Linked DNA regions of Mus musculus: all the other regions are linked to region 3. The links are chromatin contacts, called in public Hi-C and HiChIP or PLAC-seq maps. All regions are on one chromosome and are shown on one strand. Each heading gives the region's core, a stretch centred on a gene start, on an enhancer-like site or on the middle of the called end of the contact. The rest is flanking DNA. Distances are from core to core; before and after follow the strand shown. Region 1 has its middle 38 kb from the start of Gm5129. Region 2 overlaps Gm42245 (a long non-coding RNA gene). Region 3 holds the start of Dnajb6 (DnaJ heat shock protein family (Hsp40) member B6).

Region 1 (4,416 bases), core at 1,549-4,048, 37 kb before region 3:
GCCAGGCGCAGAGCCAGCTTGTTTCAGAGTGCTCACCACTGACAGCTCTAACACCAGGAGGAAACGTGGGTGTGTGCACCCTGGATATTGGTGAGGATCCTAGGGCTTGCTACATTTAAATCATCTCACACACAAAGCCACCTGCATTAAACCATCAATCATGAGCTTCATCTTTAATATTTACAGAAGTGGGGCTGGCAGGAAAACTCAGAACGAGGGTACTTGTTTCAAAACCTGATGACCCAGTTTTCTGGAAGCCACCGACTGTCCTCCATCTTCCAAGTGTGTGACAGAATGCAAATACACATATAAACAAATTTAATTAAAGATATACAAAAGCCTTTTCTGGAAATGTACAGAAGATCATATTTTCTGCAACTGACACAAATGCCAGGTCCACCTAGCAATCCTTCAAAACTAGGGAAACTATCTGAGAGTCAGGAACACAGTCTTTCTGGACAGGATGTTACCAGGGGGCCTGCACTGGCTGCTCTTCTGGGAGACAGAGGTGAGATTCCTAGTGTCCACATCTGCCCTGTTTTGGCTTTCATGAGCATATGGTGCACAGAAATACATGCACACACAAACATAAATCCATTTAAAAAATTTAGTAGTCAGGTGGTAGTGGCACACGACTTTAATTCCAGCACTCAGGAGGCAGAGGCAGGTGGATCCCTTGAGTCTGAAGCTAGCCTGGTCTACAAGTGAATTCCAGGACAACCAGAGCTATATATACAGAAAAACCCTGTCTCTAAAAAAACCAAAAACAGAACAAAAAAGGCACAATTTTGGCTGGCCCATCCGCTAGCATGATTTTTATATACTTATGGTTTGTTTTTATCTACTTACTCATGAGAGTAGGGTCTGGAATTCTTCACAGACCAAGCTGGCTTTGAACTTTCTCCTTACTTTGATAGATGTAAAGGTTTTTACCTAATCAGCCACTGATGCCTTTTTAACGTAACTTATATTTGTATTTTGCCTGCTTATTATCAAGAGTTACAGACAATTGTGAGCTGCCATGTGGGTGCTGGGAATTGAACCTGAAAGAGTCAGTCAGTGTTCTTAACTGCTGAGCTGTCTCTCCTGCTCCTTTGATGCCTGTTTGGAGCGTTTTATGGGGAGGGAGAGGGTGGTTGTTTCGGATTTGTTTTTCGTTTTCTGTTTTTTGAGATGTGTGCCGCTGGCTACCCTGGAACTCACTCTGTACTCCTGAGTGCTAGGATCAAGGGCATGTAACACACCCAACCACCTTACACTCACTTTTTAAAAAATATATGTAATTTATTTTATGTGAGTACACTGTCACTCTCTTCAGAGACACCAGAAGAGAGCTTTGGATCCCATTACAGCCACCTTGTGGTTGCTGGGAATTGAACTCAGGACCTCTGGAAGAACAGTCGGTGCCATCTCACAAGTCCCATATTCACCTATTTTCTTTCCTTTTTTGAAAAAGTGGGTTTGTTTTGATGCTGGTGACCCAAACCAGAGCCTAAGGCAAGTCAAGCACTGGTCCACACCCGGGGTTATGAGGTCATGTTTCTTTTCCACTTGGGGAACGAAACACACCAGAAAACATATGCCTTGAAACAACTAATGAAAATTTAAAACAAACTCACGATCTGACAGTGTCCCCAGCCAAGACACTGAGGTCGCCCGGAAGCTGAGACAGAAAGACTTGGCAACTGTCACAGAGTGTGGTACGGCTTCAGATCTGAGTCCAGCTGAATGTGGGTACTGACTTCACATAAGCTCCTCCCCAAGTACACAAGGAGAAAGAAGTCTATTTCACTAGGTCATTAATGCCATCAACCTGATATTTCGTCTGTATCACCTGCTGGCTCACAAGATGAAGTCAGTCACACCACTGGCGTCAAAACATGTGCCAGGCACTGGGACTGGCACACAGGGTTCTTGTTCTTAGACTTAGTGCTGTAGTTTCAAACAAACTCTGCACTGTCGGTCTCAAATGAACACAACAGAATGAGGACATCTGTGAGAGGACACGCTTGAGCAGCCAGAAAGTGAGAAACCAAGTGGGGCATGTATAAAACCAGCCTGGCATGAAGGAAGGTGTGACAGCAGGGTCATCTTAGGAAACCGACATTAGTAGAGAAGAGTTAGGAAGCGCACAAGTAGGCAAAAGTCACATTTCATCTGGAGACCTAGAAACCAGGGAATCCCGAAAGCACTAATTTCAACAGGACAGTAATTTTATTTCTAACTCAGGCTAGACAAGTACCCTACCACTGAGTCACATCCTCAGTCTTAAAAAGGGCCATGTCCTCTGGGGTCAGAAGATACATGGAGTGACTATGAAAATAACTGGTGAGCTGGGTGACACTTACAATCCCAGCATTTAGGATGCTAAGACAAGAGCTGAGTTCCACAAATGAGTTCCAGGGTAGAGCCCCTGCCTCTGTGGTTAAGAACTATGAAAAGCACCAGTTGAGCTTCTTCTGGTGCTGTGTCACAAACATCCTGAACTCACTGAGTCACAGTGGACAAGACAAACAGCCAAATGACTTCCAGCAGCCGAGTGTAGTTGGTATGCCCTAACGTGTCAGTTCCATGTGGTGGCACACAAATCCCATTGCTCATACCCATCAAAAGCCCTGGGTAAAGGTGCCCATAGTCAATCATTTCTCAGACCAGTAGGGCTGGCAATTAATGGGCATCTTAAAAACACCAACTGTTCCCATAACCAGGGCCAAATGCTGTTAGTTACAGATGGTGCTGCATAGCAACTCCCTGCACCCCACAGCCGTGGCCACTCCTGTAGCACCCTCTAGGACCAGAGCCAGATCTTATGGGGAACAAACGCAAGGCAGCATCAGACTTCACTTCCCTCTGTCACATGAGTACCAGTAAAAAGACAAACAGGGCTGAAAGGTGGTGGACATAAACCAGATGCCACTTAGTAAATTCTTTTGGAGCTGGGGAAATGGCTCAGCAGTTAAAAATCTGCTCCTAAAATCCAAACCAGAGCTGGGCAGTGGAGGCACACACCATTAATCCCAGCACTCAGGAGGTAAAGGCAGGTGCATGTCTTAAAGTTGGGGTTCTAGAGTTCCAAGACAGCCTTGAAACCTCAAAAATAAATTGGGGGGTACTTTTTTTTGAGTCTTACTGCATTGATAGTTCATCAAGGAATGGAAACAAAATAGAATTCTCCACTTCTGTCTCTGTATCTGTCTGTGATTGCTGGCTTATCTGCAGCATTTTCCCCTTTCAGCCCCAGAAACCTTGTAAACCAAGTGATACCAGCATTAATGATGAGAAAATATCAGGACACAGACACAGCTGAAATGAATCTTGTAAAGGCCAGGCAGATGCCAGCTTTCTGAGTCATTTCTTGTCAGCTTAGACCACTCAAAACACTGGAAAGCTAGAGGCAGTAAATCTGCAGGTTGGCCACCCCCAATAGTGGTATGTCTCTCTTCCTGCCACTGTGATGAAATACTCTGACAGACAGTAGGGTAGAAGAGCAGTAGTCGGTTACAAAGAGCAGCACAGGATGTTGACCATTAGTGTCCCAGCCACAGAACGGTGCCAGCCACAGGTGCAGGTTCTCACCTCAAATAACCAAAAGAATCCTCTACATACACACCCAGACACCTATCTCCCAGTTCTGGGTATCAGGGCTATCGATTACTACAAAAAGTCCCAGAGAAAATGGATAAATTTCAGGATCTATTTCCTCGAAACTGGTAGAAAGAAGACTTTTTTTGTATTGTTTTGGTTTTTTGTTTTATTGAGACAAAGTTTCTCCATTTAAAAAAAGTTTCTCAAAACCCGGGGCTGTCCTGGAACTGGGAACTAACTCTGTAGACCAGGCTGGTCTCAGTCAGAGATCTGCCTTCCTCTGTTTCCAAAATCAGGGATTAAAGGTATGTGCCACCTCCAGCTGGCTGAAAGGAGACTTTTTGTATATTAATCTTTCTAAAAGCAGCCTCTCGCAGAATATGATGCTGTCAGTAGGCTGGAGAGCTGGCTCTCCAGCATTTTGTATTCTCCCAGATGGCCTGAGTTTGGTTCCCAGCACCGCAGCCACCTCATCACCACCTATAACTCCAGCTTTAAGGAATCAGACAGGCTCTTGAGTTTACATTGAGTGCATGAACTATTATATTACGTGCCTCCTGAGAGAAATATATAATCCAAACCAAATCCTGGGGCTGAAAAGATCAGCAGTTACAGTGCTTGCCCTTCTAGAGGACCCAGATTCTATTCCCAGGATCCACAAGGCAGTTTACAACTATCTGTAACTCCTCTTCTAGTTTCCAAAGTCACTAAAAATTCATAGTACAGACATATATAGTCAAAACACCCATACAGATTTATTTTAATCCCACTATCACCTTAACAGTGTACAGCTACATGAAAGATGTGAACTCTATCTTTTTAAATCAAGAA
Region 2 (3,948 bases), core at 118-2,617, 42 kb after region 3:
TTTAGCACGGAGAACTCTGTTTTGGAGGACATGTTTCCAGGCTAGAGTGTCAGGGAGTGAGGACTTGCCTAAGTCTCAGGTGTGTGCCCACTGAGTCTCTGGGTCTCAACCTGGCACGGTTTTTATGTCCTATACCGGTATTAAAGGTGTGTGCCACCACCTTGTGGTTGTCTCTGTTCTTTCTTTTTTTTTTTTTCAATTGTTTGGGGGGGGGGGTTAGAATTATTTATTTATTTTATGTACATGAGTAACACCGTAGCTGTCTTCAGACATACCAGAAGAGGGCATTGGATCCCATTACAGATGGTTGAGAGCAACCATGTGGTTGTTGGGTATTGAACTCAGGACCTCTGGAAGTACAAGTTAGTGTTCTTAACCACTGAGCCATCTCTCCAGTCTCTGTCTCTGGTTCTTGAGAGGGCTGTTTGAGTTGTTTCTGGACCCTTGCTTCACTGAGGGCCCAGTTGGGTAAGGTGGTCTTCCCACTTAGCATGGATTACAGCCTCAATCCTAGGGCTGGTATTACTCACCTTTCATCTTTTAAATAGTATTTTGGGCAGACAAGGTGAGTCAGGGAGAAAAGACATTAGCTGTCAGGTTTGATAACCTGAGTTTGATCTCTGGGACCTGTATAAACTGATGGCATGACCACTCCTTGGTGTGGTTAAGGAGAAGTTTTGTTTGTTTCTGTTTTCTCTCTTTCTCTCTCCCTCTCCCTCCCTCTCCCTTTCCCCATACGCCCCTTTTCTCTCTCTGTCTCTGTGTCTCTGTCTCTCTCTCTCTGTCTGTCTCTCTCTCTCTGTGTGTGTCTGTGTGCTGTGTGCACAGAGCCCATGGAGAAGAGGGCATCAGACACCTGAAACTGGAGCAATGGGTGGTTGTGAGCTACTCTGTGGGTTCTGGGAACTGAACCTGGGTCCTCTGCCAGATCAGCAGCCAGTGCTCTCAACAGCTGAGCCATCTCTCCAGCCCTAAGGGGAAAGTTTTTATTGTAGATATGTGAGAGAAAACAGCCAAAGAAATCTGAGAGTCCAGAGTAGAGAGAGAAAGATGTAGACTGAACATGGTCAGCAGAGTGGATCTGGCCAGGGCTCTCTGTGAGCAGGGGATAGAATAGAGCAGATAGTGAGAGAAGCGGGAGCAGGGCAGAGAGAGCACATTGATAACAGCGGGGCTACAGAAAGAGTGGGCAGCTGGGGGTTGGCAAGCCCATAAGGACAGGGGAGCAGAGGAGACACAGTTCTCTGGAATGCTAGCTCTTCAGAGATTTTGAAATGTGTAGCAGGCACCCGTAATAACAGAATGTGCTTTGATATGTTGAGAAGACACTGTCAGAGGGAAGGGAAATTACTCCTTTTGGCAGAGGGGAACTAGTTTCACAAGTTCCTGAATGCTGGCTTTTATCTAACCACCAGAAATCCTTCTATAGTCAAGATTGAGCTCAGAAATGTCATTTCTGGCTGGGCGTGGTGGCACAGGCCTTTAATCCCAGCACTCAGGAGGCAGAGGCAGGTGAATTTCTGAGTTAGAGGCCAGCCTGGTCTACAAAGTGAGTTCCAGGACAGCCAGGGCTATACAGAGAAACCCCGTCTCGAAAAAAAAAAAACAAAAACAAACAAACAAACAAACAAAAAAGAAATAATAAAGAAATGTCATTTCTGAGTATTTGGACTGCCTTTGGGAAACTGGAGTTTCCTTTGGATCTGACAGAACCTACATGGTAGGAGAGAATTAACTTTGAAAGTTGTCCTCTGACCTACACACACACACACACACACACACACACACACACACTCTTCCTGCAGACAGCTCTCATTATCTCTATACTCATGGCCAGCTTTGAGCCTAAGACTCACATAATACCAGCCCACTGAGGGGATGAGAGAAACTCTGATGTCCTTTCTTGGGTCTGCTGAGAGGGTAGATTAGGGCTCTTGGGATTATATTCCTGCCACACTCAGGGAACATGGATAAGTTTCTCTGGCTTTGAGAATTCTGTGGCTTCCCCTGATGGTTCCTGTCCTTACCCTTGTTGTGGTGAGGTCTGGCTGGCCACCCATCATCCCTCTCAGTCTCCATCATAATGGCTACCTTCTCTGATTTTATGTGTGTGTGTGTGTAAATGTATATGTATATACTAATGTATATACTATAGCTGTCTTCAGACACACCAGAAGTGGGCATTTAGATCTCCTTACAGATGCTTGTGAGCCATCATGTGGGTGCTGGGAACTAAACTCAGGACCTATGGAAGAGCAGTCCAGGCTCTTAACCACTGAACCATCTCACCAGCCCATGTAAGGCATTTTCTTAACTAGTTATTGATATGGGAGGGACCAGTCTATGGTGGGTGGTTCCATCCCTGGGCTGGTGGTTCTTGGTTCTATAAGAAAGCAGGCTGAGCAAGAAAGGGGAAGCAAACTAGTAAGCAGCATCCCTCCATCAGCTCCCATCTCCAGGATACTTTCCTGCTTGAGTTCCTGTCCTGAAGTCCTTTGGTGATACACATTATACTGTAGTGTAAGCCAAATAAACCCTTGCCTTTCCTCCCTGTGGGGCAACGGGCTAGGGCTATGCACAGACAGCCTGGTTGGTCTCCACTCAAGCTTAGGTCTTGAAACCTGGTGGGACCCAGTGTGTGGTAATTTCCACCTACATGGGACTGAAGGCATTTAATCATGTCTCCTGACCCCCTAGCTCCTGTTGAAGTTACCACCCCACAGCCCCCACAGGAGGTTGTGTGGCTATCAGTCATGTAGGAGCAGCACCAAGCCTTCCCACACACAAATAAGGGATCTCCCAAACTATTCTCAAAAGGGCCCATAGCAGGAGCCCCCTCAATATTTACCAAGAGGGAGGCTGCAGCAGTAATATACTACTTCCCTGAAGATGAACCCCTATCCTCTGATTCAAAGAGCTACCCAGTCACTCTCCCCCAATATAAAGAATTATATGCCATCTATTTAGCTCTAAAAGAAGTCAAGGGCCCCCTTAACCTCTTTTCAGACAGTGTATATGCTGTCAATTTGCTCCCCTGGTTGTCAAGATCCTTCATCAAATTAGATGCCAACCCACTTTCCCCTCTACTCATACAAGTCTCTACCCTCCTACAGGAAAAAGACTCTCCTATCTACATCCAACCAGAGAGAGGTATCTGTCCTCCCCCTTCTCCAAGCTGTAAACTCACAGATGAAGCCCTGCCTAACTCCATAGTCCCTTACCCCCAACCATCTACCACCCACCGGGGCCCACCGGGTTTCAAGACCTAAGCTTGACTGGATACCAGGCTGTCTGTGTGTAGCCCATTGTCCCACATCTCCCCAGCTTGCTTTTTGTTTTTTGTTTTTCTTTCTTTATTGGAAAACTTGCCTAGGCCCATGACCTCTGGTTTGCTGCATTGGGTTGAAGGCCTTTCTGTTGTACATACCCGGCAAGCTACCTACTGTCTCAGGCAGCATGAGCATTGTCCCTCAATCCCAGCTTCTCCATGGGTGGTGCCTTCTTGGCTTTTCTCAGGCACTTAAGTAGTAAGTGTTGCTTCTACCTCAGGCCATGGTTCAGGCACTGCCCATGGCAAGTGCAGTATAATTGCATCAGCTGCTCGTAGGACATGTCTACCAGTTGATCCAGGTTAATGCTGTGGTGGTGAACTTATTGAAGATCTGTTTCTTCTTCTGTTTCACTTCAACCATCTTGGGTCTTTGTGTTTCTTTGCAGCAACGGAAACCTGGTTGTTTGTTTGTATGTCTGCACAGCATGTGCATGCCTAGTATTCATGGAGACCAGAAGGGTATATTGGATACCCTGGAACTAGAGTTACAAACTATGGTAAGCAGCTATGTAGGTGCTGTGAATTGACCCTAGGCTCTCTGGAAGATCAAGAAGAACTATTATGCTGAGCCATTTCTTCAGCTCACAAATGGGATTTAAAAATTAGTTTTATCAGGC
Region 3 (4,322 bases), core at 1,035-3,534:
GCCTCTACCTAAAATTCTACCTCACCCTCTTGAATTACTGGTATCAAGGACCCACACAACACTACACAGCTCACTGTGACTTTATTCCCAAAGTTACTCTCTTAAACTCTATACATGAAAATAATATTAATTTGCCACTCTAATCCCTCCTACAAAATCCTGCCTTTAACTGTAGGCCCTTCACTACCAGATGGTGTCCTGGGTAAATTTAAGACTTAACATACAATCATTTTCAAAGTGTCAGTTTTTAAGAATCCTGCAAAGCAGAACCAAGTCGAAAGGACAATTCTGTTCTATTTGCTTGTTCTTTAGAAAGGCATCAGACAAGGTCTAAAAGTACACGCACATCCTTGAGTATTAAATAATGTAAAAGGCACACGCTATCACACCAATAGTGGACAGGGATAACAAAGTGCCTTCTTTACAATTCTAAAGATGTGGCTGGTGCAGAGGGTGCACACCTTTTTTTAATCCCAGCAGGAGGCAGAGTTCTGTGTTTGGTATCAGGCTGCTATTCAAAGTGAGTTCCAGGACAGCCAGGGGTACACAAAACAATACCAAAAAAGTTTGCAAGCCGGGCGTGGTGGCACACGCCTTTAATCCCAGCACTTGGGAGGCAGAGGCAGGTAGATTTGAGTTCAAGGCCAGCCTGGTCTACAAAGTGAGTTCAGGGACAGCCAGGGCTACAGAGAAACCCTGTCTCAAAAACAAACAAACAAACAAACAAAAAGACAGGCATGGTCTGCCTGGGCAAGAGTGAAGAGAAGACTGAAACTTCCAAGTCAACCATACCTACAAAAGGCAGCATTTCTTCCCATATTTCTTTCATGTTCTTCCTAATTCCAAAGCTCCACCCAAGTGTGTGTACTGATGACACCGTAATCACACACCGGAGGGCAATTCGGCCTGTGGTGGCGATATCCCAAAGTACAACAAAGGAGTCCTTCCAGGAATCAGTAAGTCTACTGTGGGGTTTACTTTACAAACAAGAACAGACTAAGTTCAAATATCAGGGCGCTTGTTCTTTAGGTTGTTCCCTCCTCTGGCTTTTATGTCCAATATTTCTACTAAAACAGTTGCCTTAAAGTTGGTATCACTTCCCTAGCAAGCTGAGCGTCCTGAGATTCTACGGCCTAGAATGCGTAAACCCTAACCACAAATCTAAGGTTCAAATAAAGACGTTACAAAAAAACCAAAGTGGCTGCACTGGGCAGGCACTCCCCACCTTAGAAGGTGGGACCATCCCCACCATTCCCTTTCAACGGTTCACATACAACTTCTTCGGTAACAAAGCTTTTAAAACTTGACAAACCCCTCCTGTTTAAAAAAAAAAAAAAAAACTCCATCTCCAAAGTTTTTAAGACCTTTTAGTTTGCAGTGCAGAGTTCCTTGTCAACACAACCGAAGTAAATTAAGACTTAGTGTAAACTCCAGTTACATAAACTTTGTTACGTAAACCACAGCAAAGCAACCTTCGAGGCCAACATCAAACTAGTTTTAAAAGTAAGCTGAGCCAGGCGGGTCGCCTAGCAAACTTCCCAACAGTCCCTGGAAACCGCCTTGGCCTTCCCACCCGGCCCCCTTCGCTGCCTGGAGGCCTGGGCCGGTGATTGCGCCTTCCATGGGAGTCCTGCTCTTCGCAGGCCACCTGACCCCTTGCTTGCAGAATGCAGTGAGGACGCCAGGACTGGGTGACACCAGCCTTGCCTACTCCTGGAGCTCTGCGGCCGACCTAGCGCGTGCCGGACCCAACCGCCACCTTCGACCAGAGAACTAGGGAAGCGGACCGCAGCTAAGCCCCGAGCTAGGCCTGACCAAGAACGGCAAACGCTCTCCACAGACCCAATCTACAACCGGCCCAGACCAGGAACACCTTAAGCCCCAGACCTAGACACAAGACTACAGCCTAGACTGGAACCCGTTCGGCCTTGTGAGCAGTACCGGCCCCACTGTCGACCCGGTTCCTGCACCCGTATTCCGGGAGCCAAGCGGGTTAGCCCATTCGCAGGCCTTCCCCTCCCGCCGTAGTCAACCCTGCTTTTCGCCGCGGCTCGCGGACCCTCACCGAGGACACGGCGGCCAGCGAGGAGGGAAGTCAGGCGGCCGGTCTCCTCGCGGCTGTGGCACAGCTGCGCTGGTGGCGGTGGCGGCGGCGGCGTCTCCTCGCGCTTTCCTTTCTCTTCTTTTCTCCAACAACAAACAGGAAGTGCGTCACGCGGTGGCGGCGCGGCCCGGCGACGTCGACTTCCGCCCGGCCCTGAAGCTAACGTGCGCAGCAGCCTCCGTGCGCGTCGGACTTGATAGCGCTGGTCTAGCGTTCCGGAAGATTCTCGGAGCTGAGGACGGTGGGATTCTGGAGGGTTTACATAGGCGAAGGTGGCTGAATAGGGCGGGAAGCGTCCCCTTGCGCAAGCTCTGTGCCTGGAGGGCTCTAAAGCCTGAGGCGACTGTAGCCGAACCAAGGAGCCTGCGTTTGCCCGGAAGCAGGCTGGGAGGAAGGACGCTCACAGCCTCTGACACAGTGGATTCGGAGATAAGGACCTGATAGCGTAGTATGACTCACACTCCTATGGACTTGGAGAATTGTGGTCCCGAGGTTCGGCCGACCCAACAAGCAGGCCCGACTTAGAGTGAACCGTGAGAGGCCTCATCATTACCAACTCGCAGTGCTGAATCCAGGGTCTAGATTTCAAACACGGTTATTTTAAAGATGTATTTACTTTTTGTATGTGAATGTACTGTCTTCGGACACACCCGAGAAGGACATCAGATCCCACAATAAGCTCCTGTCTCAATAAATCAATAAGCTCCTGTATAAATAAATAGACATTTAAATCCTCACCCCACCCCCACTTACACCCATAGGATGAGTAGTTTTTCATCTTGCCCAGTAAGTTTCAAAAGGTTAGCTAACACTGCACTGGAAAGTAAGAATGAAAGAGAACATATTGATCTCAGAATGTTATGGTTGGACGCCCACCTTCTCAACGCCTGAGAAGGACAAGCACAGAAGATGTGGAGACCCATGATCTGAAGTCACAGATCCTTGGATGCTCCCTCACATGTAGGATATACTCAACTCCAGATAGAACCCTCCAGAATGGCTCCTTGTCTCCTTGCTTCTGTTCTGCCCCCAAGGTTCCCAAACACTACACTTCCCCTTTTGTGAAACATAGAATTTGGCCAGATCTCTTTTCTAATTGACTTTCAGCCCTACAAGATGGCTGTCCAAGACTGAAATGAAAACTAAGCACAAAAGTTCCCGCCCTTTCCTTTACCTTCCTCCACCTCTCCTTCCACCTTTCTGCTCTCAATCTTACCCACTACCACCCTCAATGGCAGGAATCAAGGAGTCTGGCCTAGTGACGAGTGGAAGGTGTGTGTGCTTGCATACTCCAGGGCTGACAGCCCAGCAACCCAAGCTTTCTATTGAAGCAGCGCCGAAAGACAAAGCCAGTTATAAGGTAGAGAATAGGGAAAGGAGTCCCCTCGCCTCAGAGTCTGGCTGAAGCCTCTTGCCACATGACATTTAAGAATTCTAACACGCAGGGCAGTGGTGGCAAATGCCTTTAATCCCAGCACTTGGGAGGCAGAGACAGGCAGATTTCTGAGTTCCAGGCCAGCCTGGTCTACAGAGTGAGTTCCAGGACAGCCAGGGCTGCACAGAGAAACCCTGTCTCAGAAAAAAAAAAAAAAAAAAAAAAAAGAATTCTAACACAGGGTCTGAGGAGATGACTCAGTAAAAAACATTAGTTGCTCTTTCTAGAGGATCTGAGTTCAATTCCCAACACCCATATCAGGTGATCCACAACTGCCTAGTACTCCAGCTCCAGGGGATGTGATTCACTCCAGACATGTGCATGTTTGCATGTAGACCTAGTTTTATCTTTCCCCAGAGCTTTCAAAAGACCCATGATATTAAATCTATATTAAAGTCTTTTGGGGGCTGGGAATGAACACCTTGTTTGTTTGTTTGTTTATTATTATATCTAAGTACACTGTAGGTGTTTTCAGATGCACCAGAAGAGGGCATCAGATCTCATTACGGTTGGTTGTGAGGCACCATGTGGTTGCTGGGATTTGAACTCAGGACCTTTGGAAGAGCAGTTGGTGCTCTTAACCACTGAGTCATCTCTCCAGCCCCAATGAACACCTTATTAATCCCAGAATTTGGGAGGTAGAGGTGGAGGATCTCTGTGAGGTCAGTTCATCCAAGACTACAGAATATATAGAATGAGACTTCTGTTTTTAAAAAAAGCGGAAAAAAAAATGAAAAAAAAAATATAGGTCTCTGAAAAGAAATCCTCAGGCATCACTTCCAT

Evidence for each region. Hi-C and Micro-C count contacts between places; a contact is called where the count stands out from the background. HiChIP or PLAC-seq counts read pairs in DNA pulled down with a chosen protein or histone mark.
Region 1: a contact with region 3 is called in a BATF HiChIP or PLAC-seq map of CD8 T cells, with 15 read pairs. The contact joins the enhancer-like site here to the promoter of Dnajb6 in region 3. A contact is called at or near these places in 2 of 39 promoter capture datasets (erythroid cells and macrophages), 17 of 484 Hi-C or Micro-C datasets (the C10 cell line, the HPC-7 cell line, cerebral cortex and 5 more), 10 of 115 datasets of contacts at active chromatin or transcription factors (CD8 T cells, the HPC-7 cell line, astrocytes and 5 more) and 2 of 9 other capture datasets (adipose tissue and liver).
Region 2: a contact with region 3 is called in a Hi-C map of 8-cell embryo, with 2.8 times the contacts expected there. The contact joins the enhancer-like site here to the promoter of Dnajb6 in region 3. A contact is called at or near these places in 2 of 39 promoter capture datasets (3T3-L1-derived adipocytes and macrophages), 1 of 15 datasets of contacts at CTCF or cohesin (the NIH/3T3 cell line), 13 of 484 Hi-C or Micro-C datasets (8-cell embryo, the AML12 cell line, the G1E-ER4 cell line and 6 more), 12 of 115 datasets of contacts at active chromatin or transcription factors (the HPC-7 cell line, bone marrow-derived macrophages, embryonic fibroblasts and 4 more) and 3 of 9 other capture datasets (adipose tissue, liver and pancreatic islet).

Annotation. Positions count from the first base shown.
Region 1 is chr5:29,771,238-29,775,653 of GRCm38.p6, reverse strand. It overlaps a transcript of Dnajb6 not described here. Among named protein-coding and RNA genes, the nearest start is that of Gm5129, 38 kb to the right of the region's middle. Within about 2 kb of position 2,798, at least 94 of the 459 cell types and tissues checked have an H3K27ac peak or open chromatin away from gene starts, as enhancers often do. A contact at or near this core is called in CD8 T cells, the HPC-7 cell line, astrocytes and 3 more, where this site is marked.
Region 2 is chr5:29,691,165-29,695,112 of GRCm38.p6, reverse strand. All of the region lies in intron 2 of Gm42245 (a long non-coding RNA gene), which reads left to right. Among named protein-coding and RNA genes, the nearest start is that of Gm42245, 6.7 kb to the left of the region's middle. Within about 2 kb of position 1,367, at least 6 of the 459 cell types and tissues checked have an H3K27ac peak or open chromatin away from gene starts, as enhancers often do. A contact at or near this core is called in 8-cell embryo, where this site is marked.
Region 3 is chr5:29,733,860-29,738,181 of GRCm38.p6, reverse strand. It overlaps Dnajb6 (DnaJ heat shock protein family (Hsp40) member B6), which reads right to left and starts at 2,284. Exons shown (of 8, transcript NM_011847.4): 1 at 2,066-2,284. It overlaps Gm5129 (predicted gene 5129), which reads left to right and starts at 2,246. Exons shown (of 1, transcript NR_028426.1): 1 at 2,246-2,848.